Regions from separate parts of the Mus musculus genome. Here regions 2, 3 and 4 are each linked to region 1. The links are chromatin contacts, called in public promoter capture Hi-C maps. All regions are on one chromosome and are shown on one strand. The core of a region is the stretch at or near the end of the contact, and the rest is flanking DNA. Distances in the headings are between cores, read along the strand shown. Region 1 holds the start of Ptk2b (PTK2 protein tyrosine kinase 2 beta). Region 2 holds the start of Pnma2 (paraneoplastic antigen MA2). Region 3 holds the start of Zfp395 (zinc finger protein 395). Region 4 holds the start of Scara5 (scavenger receptor class A, member 5).

Region 1 (6,959 bases), core at 2,160-4,659:
TAGTCGGCCATCACTGGAAAGAGAGGCCCATTGGACACGCAAACTTTATATGCCCCAGTACAGGGGAACGCCAGGGCCAAAAAGGGGGAGTGGGTGGGTAGGGGAGTGGGGGTGGGTGGGTATGGGGGACTTTTGGTATAGCATTGGAAATGTAAATGAGCTAAATACCTAATAAAAAATTTTAAAAAAAAGAAGCATCTGCACAACAAAGGAAACAATCACTGAAGTGAAGAGACATCCTACAGAATGGGAGTGGGATGGGGTGGGGCAGGGAGGGGTGAGGTGGGGGAGGGCTCTGCCAGCTACATACCTGACAGAGAGGATTAGTATCCAAGCTACATAAAGAACTACAAAAACATCACAAAACTAAATTGTCTGATCAATAGATGGACAAATAAACAGTTCTCAAAAGAAGAAGTACAAAACCATCAATAAGTACTTGAAAAGGTGTTCAACATCCTTACCCATCAGGGAGATGCCAATTAAAACTACTTTCAGAGCCGGGCGTGGTGGCGAATGCTTTTAATCCCAGCACTCGGGAGGCAGAGGCAGGCAGATTTCTGAGTTCGAGGCCAGCCTGGTCTACAGAGTGAGTTCTAGGACAGCCAGGGCTATACAGAGAAACCCTGTCTCGAAAAACAAACACAAAACAAAAAACCAAAAAACCAAAACAAAACAAACAAAACTACTTTCAGATTCCATCTCACCAGCTAAGGCTAGCTGGTTAACAGAAAACGTCTGTGTCATTCAGCCATAAATCCTGAGGAAAGAGTTGAAAGAATACAAGTTAGACACCACAGAGACTCTTGATGTCCATGTTTGCTGGATCTATATGCACAGAAGCCAAGGTATAGAGTCCACATGGATGTCCACCAACAGATGAGTGAGAGAAGACAATGTGGTACACAGACACACACGAGTTTTATTCAGACACAGAGAAGAACAAACAATTATGTCATTTTTTTTCTGAAAAATAAATGAAACTGGACATCACTGTGATAAGCAAAATAAGCCAGACTCAGAAAAATATCAAACGCTTTCTTTTATATGCAGAATATAGATTTTAATAATTATATAAATTGACCTTGGTGGTGCTGGCTGCTTATTCTTCCTATTTAGCCAGAGGAAATAGTGAGACTGTCTAGGGCAGCAGTTCTCAACCTGTGGGTTGTGACCCTCTTTGAGACTCAAATGGCCCTTTCACAAGGGTCACCTAAGATCAACAGAAAACACAGATATGTGCATTGTGATTCTTAACAGAAGCAAAATTACAGCTATGAAATAGCAACAAAGGTTATTTTATGGTCGGGGCGGGGGGGGGGGGGTCACCACAACACGAGGAACTGTACTAAAGGGTGGCAGCGTAGGAGGGGTGAGAACCCTGGAGGAGAGTGAACACCAGCCCAACAGGCAAGACACTGGGTAGTGAGTTAGCAGCAGAGTACCTGTTATAATGAAATATGCTCGTTTTTTTAAGAAGTGACCAAAAAAAGTGCTCAGAGAAGTTTGAAGGAAATAATATGCCAGGTAAAGAATACAACGTGTGTGCACACAGAACAGAAGACCTTACTAGAGCAGAGATATGGCTGTAGTTCATATGTGTGCCCACATGAGGGCAGCACACACAAACCCAGCTAGTCTTCAACAGTCAGCCAGCTGCCATTCCCTCAGGTAGATCTCGCTTTACACCACAAGACGCTTTACCCACTCTTTCCCAAGTGCAAGGATTCAGAAAGCCACCCCCTGCCAACACCTTACGCCACCCCACTGCTCACACCCTCTGGTAGTTTTTTTTGTCCTGTGGTCATGTACCCCATACGCTGTTCACAGTCTTCACTGCTCCCCCAACTCTACCCCTCCACTTGTCTTTGAGTGCAGATAGTTGATAAATGGGGCCCTTCAGGATGGTAGAGAGGGTCCTGCTGGCCCAGCAGATGGCAGGGTATATTGTGGTGTTGAGGCATTTGAGGGTGGGTGACGCTAGCTTTAGATAGGGTTTTTAGTAGACATGGAGGATACAGCTAAAATCTACATTTTGTTACATCTTAAGACATATGAACTTTATAGCTTTAATTGATTTTATGATTATTGCTATTGGTTTTTCGGGACAGGGTTTTTCTCTGTAGCCTGGCTGTCCCGTAACTCACTCAGTAGATCATGCTGGTCTTGAACTCAGAATTCTACTTGCCTCTGCCTCCTGAGTTCTTAATTAATTAAGTCTGCTTTCTCTTGAGAAGCCATCACCACCACTCTGAAAGATGAGTGTTGGTAGCTTCTGATGGTCTCCTGGGGCAGCAGGTCTGTTGAACTTGGAGGTGGGGTAGGGTGAAGAAGTGTCATCATGAAAACTGTGGCTTTCACAGGGAGTTGGGCAGCTTGATGTTGCAGTCTCAGGACTGCTACTATCAGAGACAGAACTGTGACTAAACCCCAAACCCCAAAGGGCACAGGATAAAGATGTCTGGGGCAGGGTCTCCTGCTAAGTCCAGCTCACTGACCTCCACTTAGGAGAAAGTCAGAATCTTTCTCGGGCTAGAGAAGTAAATGATGTCGCAACTTAGTACTTTAGATCTGCCTCAAGTACCACTGCCTTACTGATGCAGTAAAGAGATGGCCAGCCTCTTCGGAGGGTCACGGATACAAACTGATGCAGGGAGAGGGCCACAGAAGAAAATCATTGTAAGGCTTCTCTAGTCTTTTCTGGTTTTGTTGTTATTAATGCTGGGTTGGGGTTGGGTTTTGGGGTTTGGGGTTTTTTTGTTTGTTTGTTTGTTTGTTTGTTTTGTTTTGTTTTGTTTTGTTTTTGAGACATGATCTCTTTCAGCCTAGCCTCATCTTGAACTCACCTCATAGCCAAGGATAGACCTCCAGAGCGTTGGAATTACAGATATCCACCACCTACACTCAGTATTATGCCTTTGGTTCTGGGAATGGAATCCAGGCTAGACACACATTCTACCGTCTGAGCTACATTCCCAACCCCTTCCCCGACTGTTTTGGGACTGTGTTCTGGTCCTCCAGGGTCTGGGCTCAGAAACCCAGTCCTAGGTGTTTCCAATCCTGTACCAGTCATATCGGGCATCCCTAATATTTATCTGACCTAGGGTGAGGGCCATTTCAAGGTGTGGAGCCATGGGGGCCACTGCTGAGAACATGGGTCAGGTCTGGTGACTAAAGGCTGCAGAGAAGGGTGCCTGGAAGAAGCCAGGTGTGGTAGGAGTTGGAGGTCAACCAACTGCAAGAGGTCCGGAGCACCTGAGGACCCCAATTGGGGCCCTAAGGCAATGGGCTCTGGCCCCCGGGTCAGCCGGGCAGCTCCAGGAATTGCAGGCGGCATCTATTTCAGAGTTTATGGTAAGAGGTTGGAGCCTGCACACACAGACAGCACACCCCACCCTTTAAGGAAGTGGAGAGGAGAGCAGCAGGGGTGTGGTTAACGACCGAGAGGAGGAGGGGGAAAAACAACCTGTCAGCCTCTTACTCAGCCTCTGCAGGCAGAGCCGCGCGTCCTACCTGCGGCGGCTGCGCTCACCTGGCCCAGCCCGGAGCCCTGGCCCGAGTCCGCGCCTCGCCCGAGGGTAAGTCCTGCGTGTTCCTACCCAGCGCCGGGGTCAGGGACACTTCGATCGCTCGACTTAAGTGGAAAGCTGGAGAGGGTCTACAGTTCCAGTCCTTCGGGAAGCTTGAGAATTCCTGGAAAGGTAGCCAAGGACCCAGAAAGTCGGAGGCGCGGAGCAGGTGCTTTCCCTGAGCTTGCCGCCCTGAGCTAGGGGGTTAGGGAGGGCGCTAGAGAAGGCATCTATTTTTGGAGTTCTTTTTAAGACTAAAGGGTGTTTCTCCCTTTTTGTCCTGTTATCTTATTCAGAGAGGGGCGACTAGGGGCACGATTGAAATCGGCTCAGCAACAATGCTTGTCTCTAAAGGTTGGATTTGGGAACTCCGAACCCAACCGAGGGCTTCAGAACCCAACTTCAGCTCTAGCTCAGACCTCTGCCCAGGCACGGCGCGCTCTTCTCCACAGTGCCCTTCGGCACCCATGTGGCCTATCTTCCCACCCCTGCACCACCCCTATCCCCAGCCTCTGGGACGTTTTGTTTTTGTTTGTTTGTTGTTTTTTTTCCCTGAAGCTGGAGCTTTAAGACAAACGGGGTTCTCCAAGAGGAACCATACCATAGTGTGTGTAGTGTGTGTAGTGTGTGTGTGTGTGTGTGTGTGTGTGTGTGTGTGTGTGTGCGTGTGTGTTCGTGCTGAAGTTCCAAAGTTCACACCAGCCGCACTGGCTCATTTTGAAGCTGCTTTCCCCATGCCCCTTGAGGGTTAAGTTCTGGGCTGCTGTTCCTGCTGCCAGGCTGTGCGTGGGCAAAGCTTTGGGTGGGTGAACAGCGAGCATATGGGTGACGTTCTGAGGCCCACCAAGTCCTGCCACCTGCCCTCACCCTCAGCCAGATGACACCAATATCTCCCATCACCCCTATACTGGAAGCAAGATTCCGATTCCGCTGTGCTCCTTGAAGAAACCAAGCTGGGACCTGAGGGTTGGGTGTGTGTGTGTGGGGGGGGGGCATTAGCCCGGGAGAATTGGAAAGCAGGAGGGAGAAGAACCTTAGCAGATCTTGTACCAGTCTGGAGCCCGCTGAGACAATGCATGGTTTGGAAAGGGTAGGGGTACCAGGCAGCCGCAGTGTGCTCAGGTCAACAAACTCTTGCGGTTCACAGTAGCTACCGGGTGGGGGCGGGGGCGCAAGAAATGCAGAGCAGGGGGTGGGGGAAAAGTGACTCACGACCCTAGGAAGGAAGGAAGAAGTCACATTCATAAGAAAGACCTAACTTTGGCAGGACAGTCTGCCTTCTTTCTTTCACTTACTAGCATCCTTCCTGAACCCAGGTACTCCTGTCAGGTGAGGGGAGACGGAGGAGCCTGTAGCTCCAGCTGCCCAGCTAGGGCGGAGCTAGGATGGGCGGGACTGTCGTGAGAAGAAATGAAGTTCCACCAATTACAGTGCCAGAGGGTGGGCAGGGCTGGGCAGGGACAGGTCCTGAATCTGTGGCAGAAGCAACTAAGAGAACTGAAGATCAATAGGGATTAACTAACCGAGGAGAAGAAAGCAGGTCAGAGCCTGAGAAGTACAAATCCAAGGGCTAAGAGCGGCAAGAGATACCGGGGAAACCGAAAGTAGCCAAGAAGCCCATCTTGTTAGGAGCCTAGAGTTCAGGGGCCAGGAGGAGCTGCAACCTTAAATAGAGGATGCTCCCCAGCCTAGGAAGGCGTGCTCAGGCTGCCATGGCAACTCCTCTAGGAGCAAAGCTTGGAACCTCAGGCTGCTTGAAACTTCCCAGGGTGCCTCCACTCCGGGATGGAGGTGCCAGATTTAGCAAATGAAAACATGGGGCATTCAGATTTGAATTTTAAATGTACAAATGTGTTGAAGACTTGGTTCTCAGCGTTAAGTATGTCTCATGCAGTATTTGGGATATACCTAATACTCCGGCGTTACTCACAGTTTATCTGAAGCTTTACTGGATGTCCTGAGTCTGTCTGGGACGCGGAGGCTGATGTTCTTCCGTCTAGACTGCGAACTAACCCAGCACCTCAAGAGCAGGCTCAGGGCATATTTATTTTGTGACAAATCCTGACAGGTCCAGTTGGAGGCTCATTCTAGGACTGGTCATGATATTGCTATTGAGAGAAGAAAAGCAGCACCCCAGACAGCTTACACATCTGCACAGCCGAGGGAGGGTCTAGGGACCGTGAAAGCAGCTTAGTCCACTTGGTAGTAACTTGGAAAGACACTGGACCAATGGTCCTAGATTCAGACCTATGGGGAAACTGTTGGATTCGCTGAGCCTCAGAGCCTATTTGTCGAGGTTTAGGGTAGGAGCCTTGATAATGTATGAAAGCCCCACTTGAGTGCTATGTATATTAACTTGAAACGACACATTCACAGTGACGGAAAGAGCATCCACAAAGTGCCTGGGGTGCCATCTTCTCCTGTTCGAATTTATAGAGTGTCTGGAGACCGCAGGGAACCTGCATTGGCTTGGTTCCTGTTTCTAGTGAGAAAAGTTTGTCTCTCAACAGAGGCGGGAGGGAGAGTGAGACAAAGTTATTTCCTCAGGGTTCCTTGCCCATCCAGGACCCTGCTTCAAAGACAGAAGAGACAAAGGGCTCTCTTCCTGGAGGGCAGCAGGTGGGGAGAGAGGACTGGCTCAAACCTTAATTAACTGGAGAGAAATATGGATGGATGAAAAGAAAATGTGCTCAAAACACCCAAAAATGCACCATAAAATTAGGTTTTCATTATCGTTTGTTTTATAATAACTTCCTTATTAGAAAACTCAAGCTGGGGCAAGAAGAAGGAAGGGCACCCAGTGAAACAGGTTCTGGCTTTAATGAGAACATTCCTAAGGAGACCTCCTAAAAGGGGAGAGAGAGAGAGAAAGGGAGAAGAGAGGGGAAGGGGGAGGGAGAGGGGGGAGGGAGATGGAGGGAGGGAGGAAGGGAGGGAGGGAGAGAGAGAGAGATTCCCTTGTGTACTAATGGGTTGTATTAAACGGTCCTTTTCTTCAGTGATGAATCTCTGCCTCCCCAGCCCAGCCCATTTTGTCCCCAGTCCCTTAAGGGTGCCATTTATCCGATAGAAATAGATATATTCTGCCAATGAAACATTCAAATGATATGTTGTTTATATTTACATGCCCAGGGCTGTGCTAGATCTCACAGAAAAGGCAAGTGTGGCTACAAAGGCCCACCAGGTTTTCAAGGAAAAGAAGCATTACACACACACAGAGAGAATGTGGATGCATGTGTGGGGTGCAGGCCACACAATCTATCAGAAGTCATTGCTCCCCCACACTTCTAACTAAGATGGACAAAGTTCCTCCTAGCATTCCTCCCAGAGTTATCATGCCCAGCTCAGAGACGCTCAGGAGCTTTTGTGTGCAACATTCCAGCCTCACCA
Region 2 (7,038 bases), core at 3,630-6,129, 630 kb before region 1:
AAAGCCTCTTGGGCCAAATGCTCTGTCCCTTTACCCAGTCACAAGAACCAGACACTCCCTGTCTGTCTTCAGACCCACAGCAAGGCTGACGGGTCCTGCAGCGTACGTAGGGTGGGCTGTTGCTCTGCAGTGGGGTCGCTGCTGCTTCCGAGGGCTGGTTGTTGTAACTGCGTGGTGCTGACTCTTGTCATCGGGAGGCACCTGGAACAATCGCTTTTCCCACCATCTCCTGGTTTCTGTCACTTCGCCTCTCTCTAGTCAATGGGGGAGGTGGCTTCCACTCTAGCACCCAACTCTGGGGAGTCACACAGTGAGATGGCAAGGACTCCTAGGGAAACAGAGGCTCATTTTGACTACACAGCCCTCTACTTCCCAGGGGACACACACACACACACACACACACACACACACACACACACACACACACTAGGTGGGACTAGGGGTGAACCAAGGGCTCTGACTCCCACTGTGCCTGTGTCTACCCCACTCTGGTGAATCCCTTTTCTTTGCCAACTGTCCTTTTCCCCGGTGAGAACCAGCTAAAATCCAGTCTTTCCACCCTGAAAGCCCTACCAGTGAGCAGGATTCAAGACCTTCACCATTCAAAAGATGGAATTAGGAGATGTAGTTAAATACCTGTTCATGTGTTCCAGAATGTTTTTCAAGAACCAAGGAGCCAAGTACTCAGCTTCCAGATCAGGAAGATGTCACACATCTCTATACAATAGGATGTATGTGTCTCAATTTCAGTCGAGTCAAGCTGCCCTGTTACACACAAACATGAATAGCATCTTTTTAGGTCTAAAACCTAGTAGCAAATATTAATGCACTTATTAAAAACGTAACAGTTTAGTAAAGAAAGAAAGGAATGACAATCCTCAGAATTTAATAAAGCATCCTAAACAGGACAGAGTCACCATACTTCTTAGAAGAAAAAGCCCAGGTAGTTCGGGGAACGCACCTCACTTTGCAGAATGCGTGCCTAGAAGAAGCCTTTAGAAAGCCTGGCATTCAATTTCCAGTACCGTATAAACTGGGTATGGTGCTCCCTCCCTGTAACACCAGCCCCTGAAAGCTGGAGACAGGAGAATCAGGGGTTTAAGAGCCTTTTTAACCTCATAGGGAGTGGGAGGCCAGCCTGGGCTACATGAGAACCATCTTTAAAAAACAAATCCAACTGAATTGTATTTGGTAGCACTCCCAGCATTTGTGAAGTTGAGGCAGGAGGACTGCAAGTTTGAAGTCAATCTGGGTTATATAGAGAAATCATGTCTCCAAAAGAAGACACAAACAAAACTAAACAGAATCATTCAAACACTTACGAGTACTTAAAATGGGTAGAACGGAGAAAATTCAAATCTCAGAAAAAGAAGTACACTTTGGAGTTAGGAGTCAGTCTTCTGTGGCTGTGTCTAGCCAGGCTTTTCAAGGGCCATGCATGGTAAGTTACCAACCCGGCTCTTCCTGTGGTGCTTTGAAGGAGAGCGGGCCCCATAAGCTCATGTGTTCAAATGCTTGGTCCTTAGCTGGTGGAACTGTTTGAGAAGGATTTTGGAGGAGGTGTGCCACTGGGGGTGGGCTTTAAGATTTCAGAAGGCCATGCCCTTCTCACTGTCAGTCTCTGTCCTGTGCTTGTGGATCGGATATCAGCTCTCTGCTCCACCTCCATGCCTCCCTGCCTGCTGCCATATTCCTGCCCACACTGGTTATGAACTCATCCTCTGAGACGGTAAGCCCCCATCAAATGCTTTCTTCTATAAGCTGCCTTGGTCATGGTGCTCTGCCAGAGAAATAGAAAAGTAACTAAGACATTTAAACTTGACATTGTCATTTAAATTTAACTGGGCCGTTGAGAAAAGGGCAAAGACAGAACACATATCCACTGCAAAGTGATGTGTGCACCAAGCGTGCTTGCTCTGCAGGGCTGGGGAGACTGGAGAATGTAAAAGGGAGTGCTCCCAGTGACAGTGTGGTCACTTAGTCATGAGGATGCCTCCAGAGAAGCCGCTTCCTAATTGGCTGAATGTCAGAGTGCCATCACTAGACCATGCATTCTTATAGGGCACATGTGTTATGTCAACTGAAATGTTGTAATTTGGTGCCTGACTGTGCCTCTCAGAGACTTGTAGAGGGTGTGTTAGGGTGCTATATCCACTTCCTCCTTGGTTTGAACATCTCCCATCACTCTGAAGGAGGTTGTATGCCACAGATGCTGGTCTTAACTATGGCAGCAGCAGGAGCAGATCCGGTCTTCCTGGAAGGTGTTGAAGGCTGTTCCACTGTGTCAGAACCAGGAGAGCAAGATGCTGTCTCACCCTGTGCTTGGCAGCATGGGAGCCCGGAACTTCAGACCAATCTAGGCCTGAGATTCCCTTGTAAAATATGGGAGTGAACTTCCTCTGCTTGGAGTTGTTTCGAGGAATGAGATGTGAAGAGCTCTGGAGGGGCTAGGACTGTAGCCTAGTTGGCAGAGTGCTGTCACTATGTACAAAGCCTTGAGTTAGATCCCAAGCACTGCATAAGCCAGGCGCCGTGGCACATACCCATTACCCCAGCACTTAAGTGGTGAAGGTAAGTGAGCCAGGAGTTTAACTCCCTTGGCTACATCGGGAGTTTGAGGTCAGCCTGGGCTTACAAACAGGACCTTGTCTCAGAAAGAGCAAAAACAAACACAAGCGACATGCTGGGTAGTGGTGGCGCATGCCTGTAATCCTAGCACTTGGGAAGCAGAGGCAGGCAGAACTCTGAGTTCCAGGCCAGCCTGGTCTACAGAGTATGTTCTAGGACAGCCAGAGCTGTCACACGGAGAAACCCTCTCTTGAAAAACCGAAACAAACAGAAAACGAACGAACAAACAAAAAAGACAAATACAAACAAATGAACAAAAAACACCAAATGTCCAGATTCACAGAAAAATTGTCATGCTGAAATCTGCTAGCCTTTGAGACCTTTAACCCAATGGTAACCATACCTACAAGGGTTGCTCTTCAATTAACTAAGGCCTCACACATCTGGAGGGATTGCTTAGTGGTGAAATGCACAGGTTTGGTTACTAGCACCCACAAGTTGGCTTACTCTGTAACTTCAATTCCAGGGGAATCTGGCACTTTTGTCTGGCCGCCAATGGCCCCAGGCCTGTACACAGTGCATGTACAAACATTCAAGCAAAACATCCATATACATAAATGAAGGTTAACCAAAAAAGATTTTAAGACTGTAAATGAAACACCCTTGATGTACAAAAGAACCACCAGGGAAATGCTTGGGTATGGAAGAATGCAAGGATTTTGTACTTTTCTCACTAAAGAGGCCTATAGGATAACCTGTTGAAGGAACCAGGCTCTTGGGGCAAAGGCCTGGACAACTAGACACATGACTTTAGGCGTAATGACTCATAAACTGGTGTCCTAACTTGGAAGGCAGGGAGGATGAAAGACCTCAGGGCTTTAGTGTGGCATTGACAATTCCAATGGACACTTTATAAGAAAATTCCAAGCATTTCTGGTGCTAAGGTCCATAGGCCCTCCTTTCGGCTCCTACAGGATTGTGTGTGTGTGCGCACAAATTATGACTCCATCAATCAAGCTATCTCGGGCAACTGGGGGCGTTGATATCTGCAAGCAATCGTTACCTAAGCAAAGGCTGACAATGGGACTGATTTCTTGGTCACAACGCCCTGTGAGAACACGCTGCAGTAAACTGCCTCTCCTAGACCAAACCCATCCATCTTAGTGAGCATGCTCAGATCTCGCTCCAGAACCCCTAAAGGATGGGCAACACTTTTGCAGCTTTCAGCCACTCTGGAAAAACAGGAGGGGCTTAAATGCAACCAAGCCAGGACCAGGAGGTGGGACTAAGCAAGGAAAAGCCTCGAACCTGGCGGTCGTGGCTGAACCGTGTGCACGCGCGCACACACTCCAAATCCCCACACTTTGGCTGCCCACAACTCACACAGCATGTAACCCTCCCCTGAACAGCAATCTACCTCTACCCTCCATGCAAACCGCTGCGGCCCTAGAGAAGGAACATCTGGCAAACTCCCGGGCCTCCTGCGCAGCGTGCAACAGGGGCGGGGAAGCTAGGCGGGGCGACTTGAAAGCAAGATGAGTGTGCTTCAGTCTGCTTAGTCCCCAACCATTTTCCGTTTTGGGTGTGTGTGTGTGTGTGTGTGTGTGTGTGTGTGTGTGTGTGTGTGTGTTTTGAGGGATTGGAGATATCAAATCCAGGACTCTTCTGAGCCTTTTCTGAGGCAATGGCTGATGTGCAGGGCATGGCCTTTTCAGATGATGTTACGGGTCCCCAGTTTCTATGCTGAAGCGCAATCCTCAGTCTGCATTCTTTACTATGCCCCCCCCCCCCCCCCCCGCACCGCAGGCTTGCTGCTTTCTCCCCCGGTCACCGCTTGCATTTGCTATGCTCCTCTGCTTTTTCGCCCCCGCCATGTTGTGAGCCCCACCTCCCAACCACAGGGGCTGCAAGCAGGGAGAACATTCTCCTTTCCTTCTGCTCCTTGCAGTGCGCGCCCTGGCGCCCAGGTCGTGGGTAAACTGAAGCATTGGTGCCGGATACTTGGTTATCCCGGAGTAGACTTTGCTGTTTCCAGGGTCACCCCTGCCCAGTTTCCAAGAGCCTTCAGGCTTGAACCTTGGCTCCCTCAACCCTCAGCTCTCACCCGAGGCCAGGGGAGCCCCAGGGCCACCTTAGCAATGCAGTGAGGCAGGTCGGGGAGAGGGGCTCTGGACTAGGGTCTGAGCCTTCGGGTCCTTGCCCGGCTATAGCTATCCGACACTCACCCTGGCGCCGAGAGAGGTCTGTCGGGCGGCTGCCGCGCGTCCATTAGCGGGTGGAGTGTCCGCTTTACTTCCGGGGCGCAGGCTCCGGGCGCCCCCCACCCCCTCGTACCCTCCCTTCTCCGTCTCCTCCTTCTGGGTCCTCTCCCTCCTTGTCCCCTCCCTCCTGATCCTGCGTTCCTCCTGCCCCGCCCCACTCCGCCCCGCCCCGCGTTGCCGGGAACTGGCATCCTCTGCCGCAGCGACCGCCCGCTCAGATCCAACTTTGCTCGGAGGTGGCGTGGCGGCGCCGGGGGGCGTGGGCAGGGAGGGAGAAAGCGGGGTCAGGAGGAGGGACCGCGAGGGGTGGGTCGCCGGTTCGCCAGCTCTCCATCCTTTCTGTGCACCTTGCGGTAGGCAGGGAGAGGCAGCCGCGGCGGCAGCAAGAGGCTAGTGCACACCCAGCTAGGGAGACTTAGGAAACCACGGACGGACGGACGAACAGACAGGACCTTCCCCAGCGCCCCCTGAGCCATGGCCGAGAGAAAGCAATCTGGAAAGGCAGCAGAGGACGAAGAGGTCCCTGCCTTTTTTAAAAACCTGGGCTCCGGCAGTCCCAAGCCGCGGCAGAAATTCTGCGGCATGTTCTGCCCTGTGGAAGGGTCCTCGGAGAACAAGACCATCGACTTCGACTCGCTTTCAGTGGGCCGGGGCTCGGGGCAAGTGGTGGCTCAGCAGCGCGATGTCGCCCACTTGGGCCCCGACCCGCACCGGCAGAGCCGGCGTGCCAGTGGGGAGCCATCTGTTGAATCGAGCCGGAAGGTGGAGATCCGGCGGGCCTCGGGCAAGGAAGCCCTGCAGAACATCTATGATCAGGTTGGTATGGGGGTGGAGGGTGGGATCGGAGCGCGGGGCTGCCCCCTGGCTTGTCGCGGAGGACCGAGCATCCCCGCGTGGCAGCCAGCACCAGCCAGCACGCGGCACCAAGAGCTCTGCCTCCCGCATCTGCACGCGCACCGCGCCCTGCCCACCCCTTCACCGCGCAGGGTGCGGCGAGGCACGGGTTCGCCAGTGGGCGTTTGAGCTCCCACAAAGGCTGCCCTAGCCTCCTTGTCCCTGGGAGGTGGGGAACCCGCGTCAGGGACCAGCTGATCCCCGGGCTGGAGGCGTCGAGTGGCGATTGGGGTGGACCACTGTGCTGTTCTTAAATCCTCCCGGGCGGCATCCGATTGCAGCTGCGGCTCAGAGCCCCACCCTTTTTTGATGCAGCTCAAAGAGAGCAGTGGAAGGCTGCAGTGAAGACTAGAGGATTCCCTTGGGGTCTGTAGGGACAAGGGCTTACATGGCTACTCAGTGTGGCAAGGTCCCCGCCTCTAGTGCGCTCAGCACCATGGTTCTGAGCTAGGAGGTCAGGACCACGGCCAGCGCCCGGAGCCTCTTACCATTGCCTGGACTGTGTTCAGCAGCCAGTGAAGAGTCCGGGAGGTTGTGATGTCACTGAGAAAAGCTAGATAGCCCATGTAGAGAACAAAGTTCTGCTAAGTGTCTCGGCAAGGGCTTCTCAGAGCGCTTCCCCAGCGCTGTAAGGGAAGCACTTTGGGAATGGGGAGAGACTACGCGAATTATATTCAAAGAACTAAAAAGGAAAGGAAAAATGAGGGTGGGAAGGGAGGACTCACATTTGAAGGCAAGACTCCCTGATTGTGTTAATGGTGAGACAAAGAAGGCTAGCTTGGCTATCCTTCGTCAAGGAAAATGTTTGACATGGTCCAGTAATCCCCAGCAGGGCACGTTTCAAGCCCAGGGGTCTTTTCACACACATTTCCCTCCATTTCAGGGTGACATTTATGCTCGTATAATATTTTTTCACAGCTTTAATGCCTCAACTGATCGTTTACACTGCACAGCGTCTTACGCTTGGTTGCTGCTTCTCTCCCATGCTCGCGGTGAAGATAAGAAACCAATCTATGAATGACTTTATATTGAATCCTGTGTGCCTTCCCTTCTAGGGCAAGAGGAAGGTTAGTCCTAAAGGCGCTTCCTTTCAGACAGCCACTGGAGAAGTTGGGGGATGTTCTGCACATGCTCACTGGGGGCTTGCCCAGCATTCAGGTTGTGTGCTACAGAGAAATCCTCAGAGAACAGCTCTGGGGGCAATGGTTGGGGCACAGCTGCCCGCTTTCCTGACACAGCAGAGCAATCTAGTTTTTTACTTTCTTTAGAATCACTTCTTGCCAAAGGAGGCAGCAGAGGTGAGGAGACTATTTCC
Region 3 (7,140 bases), core at 4,508-7,007, 920 kb after region 1:
TCAATTTATTCACGTCAGCTGGTCGCCAAATCAGACTAGTTTATCTGGAGTCATTTCCATATTTACCACCTAGACTTGAACCAACTGTTCTGCAACCTCTCTGAATCGTGGAGCCATTCCAGGGGTAAAGAAATCAGAGAAACATGGCTTGACCCTTCTTACTCCTCCCTCAGAACTGTCTCACAGGAGACACAGGCCCTGAGAAGCCACTGCCTCATGGCGTTTGATAGTCCTGCCTCAACATCTCACCAGGTTATCATCGCCCTTCAACAATATGCCTGGAGTCACCTAAGCATGAGAGCCAGAAACCTACAGTAAAGATGCTGGCGAGACCCTGGCATCCCTAGAAACAAGTGACAGTCTGACTTATCCAGTAGAAGTTGGCTTTAAAAAATACCATTCCGGTCAGGCGGTGGTGACAAACACCTTTGGTCCCAACTCTTGGGGAGGTAGAGACAGGCAGAGTTCTGTGAATTCAAGGTCAGTATGTTTGTGTTCTATAGACTGGGTTCCAAGACAGCCAGAGCTAAACAGAGAAAGAAACCCTGTCTCAAAAAAGAAAAAAGAAAAAGAAAATGGGAAAAGGAAAGAGAAAAAAGAAAGAAAAGAGAAAGAAAAAGAAAAATTTTAAAGAAGAAAAAAGAAAAAAAAACATTCTGGGGCTGTAAAGATGGCTCAATGGTTAAGACCACTCTTACAGAGGACCCAGGTTCCAATCCCAGGAGCCACATGGAAATTCACAGTCCTAACTCCATTCTAGGAGATGGGACATCTTCAGGCTGTCATTCGCACTACACATGTGGTATACACACATACAGACAGACAAAACACTCACACATAAAAATAAATCTAAAAATACATAGTTCTGATCAAATAAAGTATCCCCAGGCTCCTTCCTCCTCAGAAGCAACAGCCTCTGACTGGCATAACACAAATTCACTGCACACAAATATCCCAGCAGATTCCACGTCATGCTCTTTCAGAATCTTCCAGTGGCTAGCCAACGCTTGTGACACAGATCCCAAGCTCCTGGCCTTGGCATTTAAGGTCTTGAAACCTGAGGTCCCAAAGCCAAATGCCTATATATGCAAAGAATGCAAAGACCACTTCAAAGCACCAGGGAACACTAAGACCATGCCAACAGGGGACTATGACGCCTGTCTTTTGTACTCAGCAGGCACACATCCCTCAACCTGGGAGAGCTGCCATGTTTGACTCCTCAAAGCCCCAAATCCAGAGGTTTTTCTGAAGTGCTCCAATTTTATTTTATTTTTTCTAACTGTGGTGCTCAGGTGTGGTGATGCACACCTTTAATCCTAGCACTATGGAGGCAGAGGCAGGCAGGCAGACAGATCTCTGTGAGTGGGAGACCATCCTGGTCTACAGGCTAGCCAGAGATACAGAGTGAAGCTGTCTCAAAAAAAAAAAGAAAAGAAAAGAAAAGATAAAGAAAAAGAAGGAAGAAAGAAAAAAGAAAAGAAAGAGAGCTGGAGAGATGGCTCAGCGGTTAAGAGCACTGACTGTTCTTCCAGAGGTCCTGAGTTCAAATCCCAGCAACCACATGGTGGCTCACAACCATCTGTAATGAGATCTGATGCCTGCCCTCTTCTGGAGTGTCTAAAGACAACTACAGTGTACCTATATAACAACGAGACAGAGACAGAGACAGAGACAGAGACAGAGACAGAGACAGGAAGAGAAGAGAAGAGAAGAGAAGAGAAGAGAAGAGAAGAGAAGAGAAGAGAAGAGAAGAGGAGAAAAGAAAGGAAAAAGAAAACCTTTGGAAGTTTGGTGTTGTCTAACCTATAAGTCACTGACAAGTGCATACGCCCTATACTACACATGTCCCCAAACCACCTTTCCAGTCCTCCTCTTTCACAAAATCTCTGTTTCCTCGCACACACAACCCTGGTATCCATGCCTCGCCCCAGCCCTCACTTACTAATTCCATGTCTTTCCCACACAGCTCTGAGGTGCCCCAAACCTCCTCCGAGACTTGGTTACTCCCAGGCCCATCAGCACACACCACTGGGCCGCCCTCCTCTGCCCACTTCATCGTGGCATTTAACACTCTGCCTTGCCCCTTCAACAGGATATATCTTATCTCTCCAAATAGACCATAAACCCCCACCTCTTTGTTGGGCTTCCAGCTACCTTCAGCCCTGGGAGGTGTAGGTCTGCACACAGGCAGCTTCATAACTAGTTCAAGAATGTGGAAAGCCTCCCAGTGCGTCTCAAACTGTGAGTGGATTATGATCCACTAGAGAGTGGTTGGATCAACTTGGTGGGAAACAGAAGCAACAGGACAGATAATAAAAAAAAAAGTCCAAGATTTCACCAAGAACAGAGGTAAGACTTCACAAACTGAAATAGAGTTTTACATACACTATTAGGTATATAAAGCCATGGTGTAAATTTCCTCTCATTGTTTTACTTTTAGAGATTATGAGTGGGTGTTGTACATGTGGGTGTATGTGCATGTGTCTGTGTATGTGTGCATGTGTGTGTGTGTGTGTGCATGTGTGTGTGTGTGTGTGTGCATGTGTGTGTATGTGTGTGTGTCTGCACTTAGAGGAGTTGGTTCTCTCCTTCCACCATGTGAATTCTGAGAATCAAAGTCAGATCATCTGTCTCAACGGCCAGCCCCGATGCCCACTGAGCCATCTTGTCCGCTCTCAACTTTCTTACCTTAGAGCACAGTCACGGTCACAACTGCATACAAGCACTGCCCTACAATGAGCCAAAGAATTCACTCGTGTCTGTTCTGTACAACTGTTACTGTCAGGAAAAAATGCCTGTGACGGCTCAGGCCTGCCAAGGCAGGAGGATTGCTGTGAATTCAAGGCTCCTGGGTTACAGAGCAAGAAGGACTGAAGAGAAAGAAGGAAAAGAAAGGGAGAAGAGGAAAGGGAAAAGAAGGGGAGGACGACAAGGGAAGAAGAGAAAAGGAGAGGAAGGTAGAAAAGAGGAAGGAACCAAAGGAAAGAACAGGAGAAAGGAGGAGAGAACATGGCCCTTACGGCCTCCAGTCCCATCCCTCAAGCTCCTCTCCCCCTCAATTCACTGATTCTGCATCTCAGAGAAGTAAGCAGCTGAAACGAAAATCCCAGCTCATGCCACAACCTTCTGTAACCTTATTCTTCAAATTCAGATGTTGCACGCTGACACTTGGGGGATTTGTTCAGCAAATCACCCTAAGTCACTCTTGCAAAAGAGAGCAGACTCCAGTGGACAGGAAAAAAAATTCAAAAGAGTGCCGGCTCCCTTCTATGCCTTCTCACCAGAATCCTGAGACAGGGTTACTGGATGGGACTGGGATAAACCAGACCCACACAAAAGGTCCTAAATTCCTGTCTTCCTTTAACTGGTCTTGCTGTTCATCCCTCTCTGCACAAACAGTGCAGGAGACTTACATCTCGGTAAAGAGTAAAGTTCAGCACGCAGCAGAGTCTAACATTCTCCTCCAGCAAAGCCCACCCCACTTCCCTCCACCCCCACCCCTGCTTACAATAAATGGCCTCATTTCCCTAGAAGCCCACTCCCCGGCATTGCTCCTCCACATCCAGGGCCAAATCCAGACAGTGTCCAGTAAAAGGTCAAAACAGAAGCCCTGCAGGTCAGACCCTCAGTCCTGCATGGATTCTCTGCTGCTCCTACAACCAAAACAACTGCGAGCTTGTTCCCTGGGTTCCCTGACGGGTCTCCATACACTCTGCTCCAGGGCATAACCTATCAGAGCCACAGTTACTAACACCAACATACCTACTTCCAGATAAAACAAAAGAGACCTCTCTAGGGCCCAAGTGGCAATCATCTTCTCTGCAAAACACACATTTTAGAGTCCGGTTAACAACTACAGCAGCTCCAGGCCCTGGTGTGTGATCAGCTTCCTCCAGGAATTAATTCCTATTCATTTCTTCCCTTCACCCACCCCGTCAACAGATTACTTCAACAGCAGTGTCTTCCAGTAAAACCAAGTCCAAACCCACAGCACTCCAAAAGTGCAACAGGCTACTTCACTGGTCTGTCTCCTAACATCAGATTCAAAACTCTTTACCAATATCCTTGTTACCTCATCCCCTGGTCTACTGTCTTCCCAGTCCACCCTGGATAAAAGTCCAATTCTCAGTCTGACTTTCTAGGACTTTCACAATCTCAGCCACTATTCCTCTCTCTATCTCTTACTGTTCAGGAAACATTCCAGGAGGGCCAAGGCCATCTCCTGGACTCTAGAGAAACCCATATTCATCTCCACTTTGTATCCCATTTTCATAAATCCCATCTTTCAAGGACACATAGCCCAGGCCTGGTAATTCCAGTCCATAGCTCCCTCCCTCCCTGTGACCTCCAACAGCACCCAGTTCTGCACCTGGCATTGTGACAACTAACTGTGCCCCATCTGGAGTCATATTTCACATGCTCAAGTCTTTCTATGTCCTCCAAGAGATTACAAGCCCCGACGGGTGTTATCTATGAGTCTTCTATTGCCTTTCTCACCAAGACAAGCAAGCCCTTGGACATCCTTTTGTAAACTTGTCACCTGTGAACTCCTCCTTCTGACTGAGTCTTGCCAGGGAATTATCCACAGGTGGAAATTATTTCAAACTGAGTTCCGTATTCCCTTCCCCACCTTTATCTCCCATGCCTCCTGTGCCTGAGCCTGCACAGTAACTTTGCAGCCCTTGCACGTTCATTTGCATTTGAGCTCTCAAATCATTTCTCTCTCATAGCTTTCAGAGACATCATCCAGAAAGCTTGGCAGTGGGAAGAGGGCAGAGTGGCTTCTCAGAGGTACCTGTGGGCTAACCAATTTCCTTGTGTTTCACCCTTCCAAAGCAAGAACCTCTATTTACACAACCCCCCTTAGAAGGATGTCCTCAGGCTACAATACCTGTTGATTGCTCAGTTTGAAACAAACTGCTCCACTTTACACCATTCTGTTAAGGGATCTTGCAGAAAGCAGTGAAGAACTATAGATAGCCCCTGTGCCATGGCCTGGCATCATGGGAACCCATGCCTGGTGGAAGTCCTCCAGAACCACAGGAAAGGGAGGGATGGAAAACAGGGCTCCTGCAAGATTGCTGGCAGGTGGGTCTCTTTAGATCTCCAAGAGGGCCCTAAAGTGAAGGTGCAGAGCCTTAACTCCCAGGCAGGAAGCCTTGGAATTGTTTGCCCATGACAAACTCCCTTTGCAGGCCCCCATGGGCCACTCCAGAGGCCCACAGTGCCACGGCCCGGGAGGGACCCGGGGTGAGCCCGGAAGGCTTAGAGCCAAGGGGGCGGCGAAAGGGGCCGCAAGAAGGGGGTTGAGAGAGGGTGTGTCGCGAGGCCAGTCCCGCAGCACGGCACTCTCTGGTTATGGAGAGGGCAGGGGCGCGCATAGCGCAGGGCTGACGGCTCAGCCGGAAAGGGAGCAGGTTAACAGGTCAGTGTGGCCCCGCGAGGCCACTCCCGGCCACCACTCAAAGTTGGGAGGGAGATCGGGCCGTAGGACCCGCGACATAAACAAGGCGACGCGTGAGAGGGAGAGCGGCCACCCCCACCCAGTCACCCCGCCAGCGCCGCAGCAGCCCCGGTCCTGCCCGGGCCGCGCGAGCCTCCCGGGTCTCCCACCCACCCCTGGCTGTCGGCCCCAAACCCGGGCTGCAACCCATGCGAGGTCCCGCGCGCAGCTCACCTCGGCCGGCCACTGACCCAGACAGCTCGGCTCCCTGCAGCGGCCGCGGCCCTGCCCGCCACCGGCGCGGCCCCTGCACTGCGCCGCCTCCCGCGCCGCCGCCTTCGCGCCCACCTGGCCGGCCTGCCCTCCCTCTCCGGGACACTGCGCTCACGTACGCGGCCGCGGCCACAACCCGGCCCGGATTCCCCCGCCCGGGAAGGGAGCGCGCCGAGCCGCTCGCAGCCAGTCCGCCCGCGAGCCAGCCAGACGCAGGGACACACCCCCGGCCACGCGCGCGCACGACTCGCGCGCCCCCAGCCCCAGCCCCGGACGTGCGCGCGCGCGCTCCACACACCCTGCTTGGCGGTACACAGTGGGCGCTCAATAAGTGCTGGAGCGACTCCTCTCACACATGCGCACTTGAACCTGACCGAGTTGTGACCCACTTCCCCAGCCCCCACCCCGAAATCCGAGCGTTCAGCACCACCCGGAACCGAACTAGCGTATCTGCTACCCCCGCGCCTCCTTTTTTTTTTTTTTGACTCCCCCCCCGACCCCCCCCCCAACTGAACTGCAAACCCAACCAAAGTTTCTGGCTGTTGTTTTTCCAGCGCGCCCCAGGGCGGGAAAGGAAGCCAGAAGCTCTAGGCGCCAGGGACAGGAGCTTGGCGAGGGCGACAGGGACCCGAGGCCGGGTAGCGGGAGGCGGCGCGCGAGGGCGGAAGCGCTTGAAAACCCAACCTTTCCATTTCGCTTTGGACCAAGAGTGTTCTTCTCCAGTTTTATGACTTTTATTCGTTTGTAGTTGTAGCGCGAGGCGATGTTTACTGTTTCTGGAATTAAATAGGAGAAAGTTAACTATTAGCCTTCAGCCCTTGTGTAAACAATACCGGTTGCTTTTTGGCACCGTTAGGCTCTGGCTTTTGGATAATTTGTAACAGGGAGAATCGAAGCGGTTCCATTGTGTAGTTCTGTGTTTTTTCTAGATAAGGCCAAGGACAGTGGAGAGGGGTGTGTGCGAATGTCTAAGTGTGTGTGAGTGTGTGTGTGTGTGTGTGTTTACAATCAAATTTAATGAGTAAAAGAGTAATAGCCCCTCCCTTCTCAAAAAAAAAGTTTTAAAATACTTCGAAGTTGCAGTTCACCTCCAATTTTGGACTTCCTGTGTTTCTAGGAGGCCGTGGAGTGTTAGTAGAGCTTGGGAATCACATCCCATTTTAAGAGCTGAGTTAGCATTGGCATCTTTAGCAGGTTCAGCCCTAAACACATCAGCTTCTTGATCTATAAAACAAAGCAGTGTAACTAGAGATAGTGCCTAGCTCACGGCAAATGAAAAACAATATGTCCTGGGAACTGGCAAGAGGGCTCGTGGGTAACACTGCTTGTGACCAAGTCTGATGTCACAAGTTAGAGCCCCAACATGCACAACATAGCGGAGGGAATCAACTCCAGCCCTGTACATACACAATAAATACATTTTA
Region 4 (6,365 bases), core at 2,938-5,437, 610 kb after region 1:
GTGCAGGTACATGGCTTTGTTGTCCATCGTATCCTGAAGCAGTAGAGACACCAGGCAGCATAGGGGACAAAGGAGACACAGAGTCAACTATGTGACAAACAAATGTAGAAACAGGTGCCCACCCATGGGACCCCAGCCTGGAGGTGGGGTCACAGCATTAGGAAGGTTGGGAACCACTGTGTAAGCCTCAGTGACCGGGGAGGGTGGGATAATTGCAAGAAGGAATCTGAAAGCACAGATGCATTGACATGGGTTAGGGTCAGCTGAGGCCGTCAGATGGTCCCTAACCCCACAGCAGGCTGTGGCAGGAATTCATCTCCTGAGGAGTCTAGGGGGTGAGTAGTCTCCATAAGTCTTACTGAGCAACTGTTGGCCAGGGGGCTTCTGCCTACATGATGCCCCCAAGGCTGGGGCGGCGTCTTGAGCTCCTGTCTTGGGAAACTCTCACTTGAAGTGACCCAGCCATGCTGTTTGCATCACAGTGTGGCCCACACTGTCTCATTCTGCTGTGCATAATTGTGTGACTGGAAGGCCATCCTCAGAGCCTGTGCGGGTGGCTCTGGGGGAGAAGGGCTTTATGAGACCAGGGCTGGAAGGGATTTTCTGAGTTCTCTAAGATGGATTTGCATTCTTTGTGTAATGAGAAAAATCCTTTTTATAAAAACCGAATCGCAAAGCGTTTGTTTATACAAAATCCTTTGGCTTTTTCTTCACATACATGGCCTGTAATTTTACACATTACCCTCAGCAACAACTCTAACTGGCTGTCAGTGTGCGTCAACTTGTTTTCCTGATGTTCTTTAGCTGTCTGGTTATTTAACCAAAATAAAGAAGGGAGGAAGGAGAGGGAAGGAGTGGAGGGGAAGGAAGGCAAAGGGGGGAAAGAGGAGAGAAAATAAGTCAGATGGGAGAGGTGTTTATTTATCTTCAATGTGAGTTTTGGAAAAAACAAAACCCTTAGGAAGATGGGCACAAACCCAGCATGGACCAGATACACTGAGATCCTGAGAAATAAGCAGGACCCACAGCCCTGGGTGAGACGTACGGTGCCTGGAAGGTGCCAGTGGGGAGACTGGGAGACTGTGATGGGTCTTAGGAGTCATCCTTCCCTCTTTAGAGGTAGGGCGTGGGGACAAAGAAGGAGGGGAAAGGGCAAAGCAAAACCATCTGCTCTCTCTTTACAACTTGAGCTTGGGCTACCAGAGAAGCTTCAAGAATGGAGACTTGACCTTTGGGGAGGAGAAGAGGCTAAAATTGACCAGTGGCTGTTTAACTGCCCAAGCAACGACCCAGGATCGATGGGGTCTTCTGGTCTATCACTCCAAGTAGGGGGGTGTCACATTCCCCTGCTCTGGCTCATTCACTTGGATACACACACACACACACTGGTCTTTCTTCCAGTCTATGAGAGAGACAGGGGAGGGAGATGGTCCTTGGGTCTATCAGAACTTCTCACATGCTAACACCTTCTAACAGCTTCTGCTTAGCCATTCTGTGCCTTCCCCCATGGTGTCCAATCTGCTAATCTCCTAACTGGTCTCCATCCAAGCCCTCCGCCCAGCAAGGACCTCTAGGTGGGGCACAGGATGGCTCCAGCTCTACTCACATATAGGGGATCCTCCCTGGTCTCAGGATGTGTGTGGTCCTTCCCCTCTGGCCTCAGTCTTAAGAAGCTACAAAGCTGGAGGCCACTGTCTCTGCAGCCTGTGATAACTGTTGCTCTGCCAAAGGCAACTGGGGCTGTAGCCAGAGGTCCCCAGAACCTCTTTCATGCCACCTTCCTTCCCTCCTGATCAACTCCAGACCCCTGGGACCTAGAATGTGTCCACCAGCAACTCCTCCTAGCCATTCTCCCCACTGCCTGGATGGACTGAGCAATGGCCTAGAGGAAGGGGCCGGGACGGAGCAGGTCCAGATGTGAGAGGGATGACTTTGGAAATGGTCAATTCTTTACTACGTGGAAACAAAATGTAAGCACGTTCTGCCTGCCCTAGTTTTATGTGGGGTTCTGTTTTCTCCTCTCAGAGTCCAGAGCAGGTTCTGAACTCTGAGATCCTCTTCTACCATCTATAGACTCAGTTTGTGCTCTCAGGCACGTCACAGCTGATCTTCTAGAGTAGTGGTGATCACGGAAGCTGCTGGTGCATTGGAGACGCCCCTTGGGCCTCAGACTGATTGCCCCCCAACACCCCAAAACCTCCTGGGAGCACTTCCTGGGAGCACTTCCTGGGAGCACTATGAGCAAGGCAGGAAGGCAGATCAATCATTTTGGCATTTCTGGTTTAAAGATAACCTAACCAAGACCAAAGAGGCAAGAATGATAATACTGGAAATAAAGAGTCAACGAGGCAGTAATTAGATGGATGGTTCAGGGGTCTCCACACACAGCACTGACTCCATCATGGGCTGCTGTATCAAAGGTATATATGTATGTCTGTTACTTTCAGTGGCCACCTTCAGGGCCGCTGTAACAGGAGCTGCACTAGGCACACCAGAGGGGCAGCTAGTGCACATCTGTAAGGGCATGAGCAGAGGAGAAGGCTTGAAGGGAAACCTGGGTCACATGGGTGGAACCCCAGGTCCCCTGGTGCTCAAGGAGCCTGGACTTCAGCTTTGCTAATCAGAAGGAAGCCACCCAGGGGTTGTTATGAGTCATTCCCCACAAAGGGTGAGAATAGGGGATGAGCATTGCTTCCAGAGTCATCTGACAGCTGCCCTGGGACACCCTCGAACCCTCTGCACAGGTGCCGGAGGGAGGGAGCTCACGGCACAAGGGCTCCTTTTATTATCTCTCAGTTTGGGAAGGTGTTCTACTTTGCTGACCTGTGATGTGAAGTCCACTCTGCGGAACACCTCCCTGGGAAGGGGGAAGCGAAGAGGACACAGTGAGCATCATGTGAGCTGATACAGGAGCGAGGACCTTTCAAAGCCATGCAAGACAGGGGACAGTCAAAGACTGTAAAATTCTTTCTTCCTCAGCAGATGGGGATCTCAGAGTCCTGAGGACTCCCCATTGCTCAAAAAGTCCCAGAAATGAAGTTGTGTGGGGGTTCCCTTCACAAAAAAGCAACCTCAAAAGTGGCTTAAGACTGAGGTTTGAACCCTGGTTCTGGAAGTTTCTCTGGGAGCACCAAAAGGGCTAAACTCCTGCTGAGGCAGGGAGCTAGATCAGGGGCCTCACTTGCGACTCTGAATCTTTTTCCGTGGACTCTGGTCTCTCACTTGGCAGGGCTTACAGCTTCTCTTTGGACTGCCTGGGTTCTAAAACTCATTTAAACCAAATAAAGTCACTGCAAATTTGGCCCCCAAGAAAAAGTTACTAGATAGGTCTTAAACCTGTTATTTTTCTAACTGGATTCATCAGTTCACCGGGTCCCAACTCACAGTTAGAGAGGCCCAGATGCTTCACTAATAACCTCCTGCTTCATTTGTCCCACCCTGGTGTGTTTACACACATACACATGCCCACGCACAATGCATGCACATGCACCCATGCATGCACCCACACATGCGCCCATGCGCACTGCATACTGTGCACATGCATTTACTCCCTGAATAGGCTCTGGAGCTGTGACATAAGACAGCCAGAGATGCCACTGAAGCCATAGCATCCCTCTGGCATCTGGATGCGGGCTCACACACTACAGCTCTAGTAACTGAGTCCTGGGGCCCCTGTGTGTCTACAGGCTCAGATCCCTCGTACCCTCCCACCTGGAGGCCTGCAACTCCAGGTCCTCTGTCAGCAGGACTTCCCAACTCTCAGCTTCACCAGCACACCGCTTCCTCCATCTGCCCTTGGGACACCATTACCCCAAGCTTCTAGGTCAAAATGTCAAAACTCACCTGTATGCCCCGTGCTGAGGCTGGGCCCTGTCCCTTCAGTTCCCAGCGATTGCCATGGTAGCCAGAGAGCTGACTGCTGCCCCACGAAGACCCAGAAAGTCCCTTGAAGCTTGTACCCACAGCCAGCCAAATCCAGATGGAGTCATATAGAAAGAGTCTTCAGGGTCACCTAGTGATTTAGGCCAGGGCCACAGAGTCACTTCTATGGGAGGATCCGTTCAACAAAGTGGCTGAATAACAGGTCTGCACGTGGGACTCCTTGTCTTGGTGCAGCGTCGGTCAGCCTCAGAAAGCGATCCGGAGATATTCTGTGGAGTCACCCACAGCTCTGCTAGGTACTGACTGGGTGGGAGGTGCTCCAACCTCCAGTCTTTATTTAAAAAAAAAAAAAAGTTCTAAAAGCAACTTCTAGAGGGAGTTTGGACTACGCCTGCCCCCTTGTGGCCATCCTCAGACTTACAACTCTCTGCACAGCATTCCAGCCCTTGGCTTTGGGACTCAGTGATTGTGTTAAAGGCCTTGCTCAAAATACTTTTTGGACAGCTTCTGAGAAAATGGCGGCTAGACCTGGTTTGTGACACACCCAAGGAAGCAAGTCTTGTAAAATTTATTGTAGCACGGAACTGGCGTTTCTCAATTCATTCAGCAAATTTGGCATTTCCTGAAGTTACATCCACTCCCAAAGGACTTGGACAATTCACACACTGGTGCTATTTAGAATAAAGTCTGGGGTGGGGGTGGTGGGCTCTGAAAGAACTTCCGAAGTCAAGATCAACACAATTCAGTAACAATGCCAGTGTCTGTGGAGCACAAAGACTGCATGAGGCACGAGAGAACGGGCCTGGGAGAAGCCCTCTGGTTGGAAGTCTGACTGGACCTCAAAGGACTGGAAACCTCAACACAAACAATTACCTTGTTTTTTTTTTTTTTAAAAAGGAGATACACTAGGGTGGGCGATAGTGGAATCCACAGGACCCTGACCTCTCAAGCAGGACCCGAGCTCGATCCCCAGCCCCCACATAAAAAAAGATGGCGTGGTGGCACACACTGTGACTCCAGTGCTGGGGAGCTGTGGACAGGACGATTGCTGGGCTCACTGGCTGGAAAGCTAGCTTGTTTGGTGAGTTCCAGACCAGCAAGGGAACTCTGTATTAAAAACCCTCAATATAGAACGACATCAGAATTTGACTTCAGTCCCCTCCCCCCATACACTTGTACACATGTACACACATACAGATACACACAATAAAATTAAACACAAATTGGAAGGATTAAAAAGAGATTCAAGCAGGTGTTAAAGAAGCAATGAATTCAGATGAGAACAGTGGGAAGAGAAAGACTATCAGAGAGACATACCCTCCCTCCCTCCCTCCCCCAAGAACCCAGTGTGAGCCACAACTAGATAGATCAGATGATGGGTCTGGACCGAAGTGTGCAGAAGCTAGCATTCATAAATAAGTTCCTGTTTGTTGGCTAAACACAAGAACAGGGTTTCAAGGTCAGATTTCTAACAGGAGAGTCTGCCAAACTCAACTCTGCCCACCCCACAGTACAGCTGCCAACCCTCAGCTGACTACTTAGAAGAGCTTTAGTCATCTTCAGGGACCACCCTCCTAACTGTGCCCAGAGGCAGCTTCTGCAGGACACTGCTTTACAGGAAGAAAAAAGCAGTCTTGTATAAGGAGGAGTAAGAGGAAGAGAAGGAGGAAGAGAAGAAAGGGGCACTTTATGATATTATTTACTATACATGCAGATAATGCATGCACTACTTCAAATATTTTTCGAATACCTATATACTTGTTTCTTGATATCCTCCTGAGGTTGGTTTCAGGACCCTTTCATGGACGCCAAAACCTCAGGCATTTAGATGCTCAGCATAAAACATCAAGGTGTTTGCATCTTTATGGCCCTGCACAGCGTCCAGTCTACTCTAAACCATCTCCAGGTTATGTAGTCTACCCAACACAATGTAAATGTTATTGTGAACAGCTATCATACTGTAGAATTTTGAGAACTAGGGTAAGGATACATTTTATTATTCAGTACAAACCCCGATTACTTAAAAAAATAGTTTTGATCTATAGTCAGCTTCGCTCTGCAGATTTGGATACTGTTAATTCAGGGAGGGACGTTGTGCACATCTTAACAGTCATGTGAAGTAGGTGTAGCTCCTGAAACCATTTACACAGAGATCAAGTGATCCATCTTGGATCCCTCCAGCCTGTGAACAGCAGAGCTGCAGTTCAGCCCTAGGCGTTGCCTTGAGTCTAGGCCTGTAACCACCCCCTTTATTACTCCTTACAAAAATAATGCTTTTGTCACTCAACAAGTCACCAACATCCCTGGGAATGGAATCTCCCATCTAGCGAGGTGTGTGCTCAGAATGTGACACTTGCAGACCGTCATTACACACACATATGCATCAGCAAGAAATAGAATGTGTCAGTTCTGTGGTTGAAGCTCACATCCCAGAAACTGAATCTCCAGGGCAGCAGTGCAGGGAGGCGGGGCCTATTGGGAAT

The links. Promoter capture Hi-C pulls out the DNA fragments that hold promoters and counts their contacts.
Region 2: a promoter capture Hi-C map of stem cell-derived epiblast-like cells shows a contact between it and region 1, with 3 times the contacts expected there. The contact joins the promoter of Pnma2 here to the promoter of Ptk2b in region 1. A contact is called at or near these places in 6 of 39 promoter capture datasets (embryonic stem cells, frontonasal cranial neural crest, hippocampal neurons and 3 more), 1 of 484 Hi-C or Micro-C datasets (embryonic stem cells) and 3 of 115 datasets of contacts at active chromatin or transcription factors (embryonic hindbrain, embryonic stem cells and neural tube).
Region 3: a promoter capture Hi-C map of pre-B cells shows a contact between it and region 1, with 4 times the contacts expected there. The contact joins the promoter of Zfp395 here to the promoter of Ptk2b in region 1. A contact is called at or near these places in 9 of 39 promoter capture datasets (the 3T3-L1 cell line, the C10 cell line, embryonic stem cells and 4 more) and 1 of 115 datasets of contacts at active chromatin or transcription factors (memory CD8 T cells).
Region 4: a promoter capture Hi-C map of stem cell-derived epiblast-like cells shows a contact between it and region 1, with 4 times the contacts expected there. The contact joins the promoter of Scara5 here to the promoter of Ptk2b in region 1. A contact is called at or near these places in 5 of 39 promoter capture datasets (the 3T3-L1 cell line, embryonic stem cells, liver and 1 more) and 1 of 484 Hi-C or Micro-C datasets (embryonic stem cells).

Annotation. Positions count from the first base shown.
Region 1 is chr14:66,277,502-66,284,460 of GRCm38.p6, reverse strand. Ptk2b (PTK2 protein tyrosine kinase 2 beta) reads left to right here and starts at 3,409. Exons shown (of 31, transcript NM_001162366.2): 1 at 3,409-3,578.
Region 2 is chr14:66,909,049-66,916,086 of GRCm38.p6, reverse strand. It overlaps Pnma2 (paraneoplastic antigen MA2), which reads right to left and starts at 4,879. Exons shown (of 3, transcript NM_175498.4): 1 at 4,794-4,879; 2 at 637-765; 3 at 1-328. Dpysl2 (dihydropyrimidinase-like 2) reads left to right here and starts at 5,046. Exons shown (of 14, transcript NM_001378767.1): 1 at 5,046-5,645. The coding sequence starts at 5,304.
Region 3 is chr14:65,357,293-65,364,432 of GRCm38.p6, reverse strand. Zfp395 (zinc finger protein 395) reads right to left here and starts at 5,757. Exons shown (of 10, transcript NM_199029.2): 1 at 5,678-5,757.
Region 4 is chr14:65,664,225-65,670,589 of GRCm38.p6, reverse strand. Scara5 (scavenger receptor class A, member 5) reads right to left here and starts at 4,187. Exons shown (of 9, transcript NM_028903.2): 1 at 3,844-4,187; 2 at 1-33. The coding sequence starts at 27.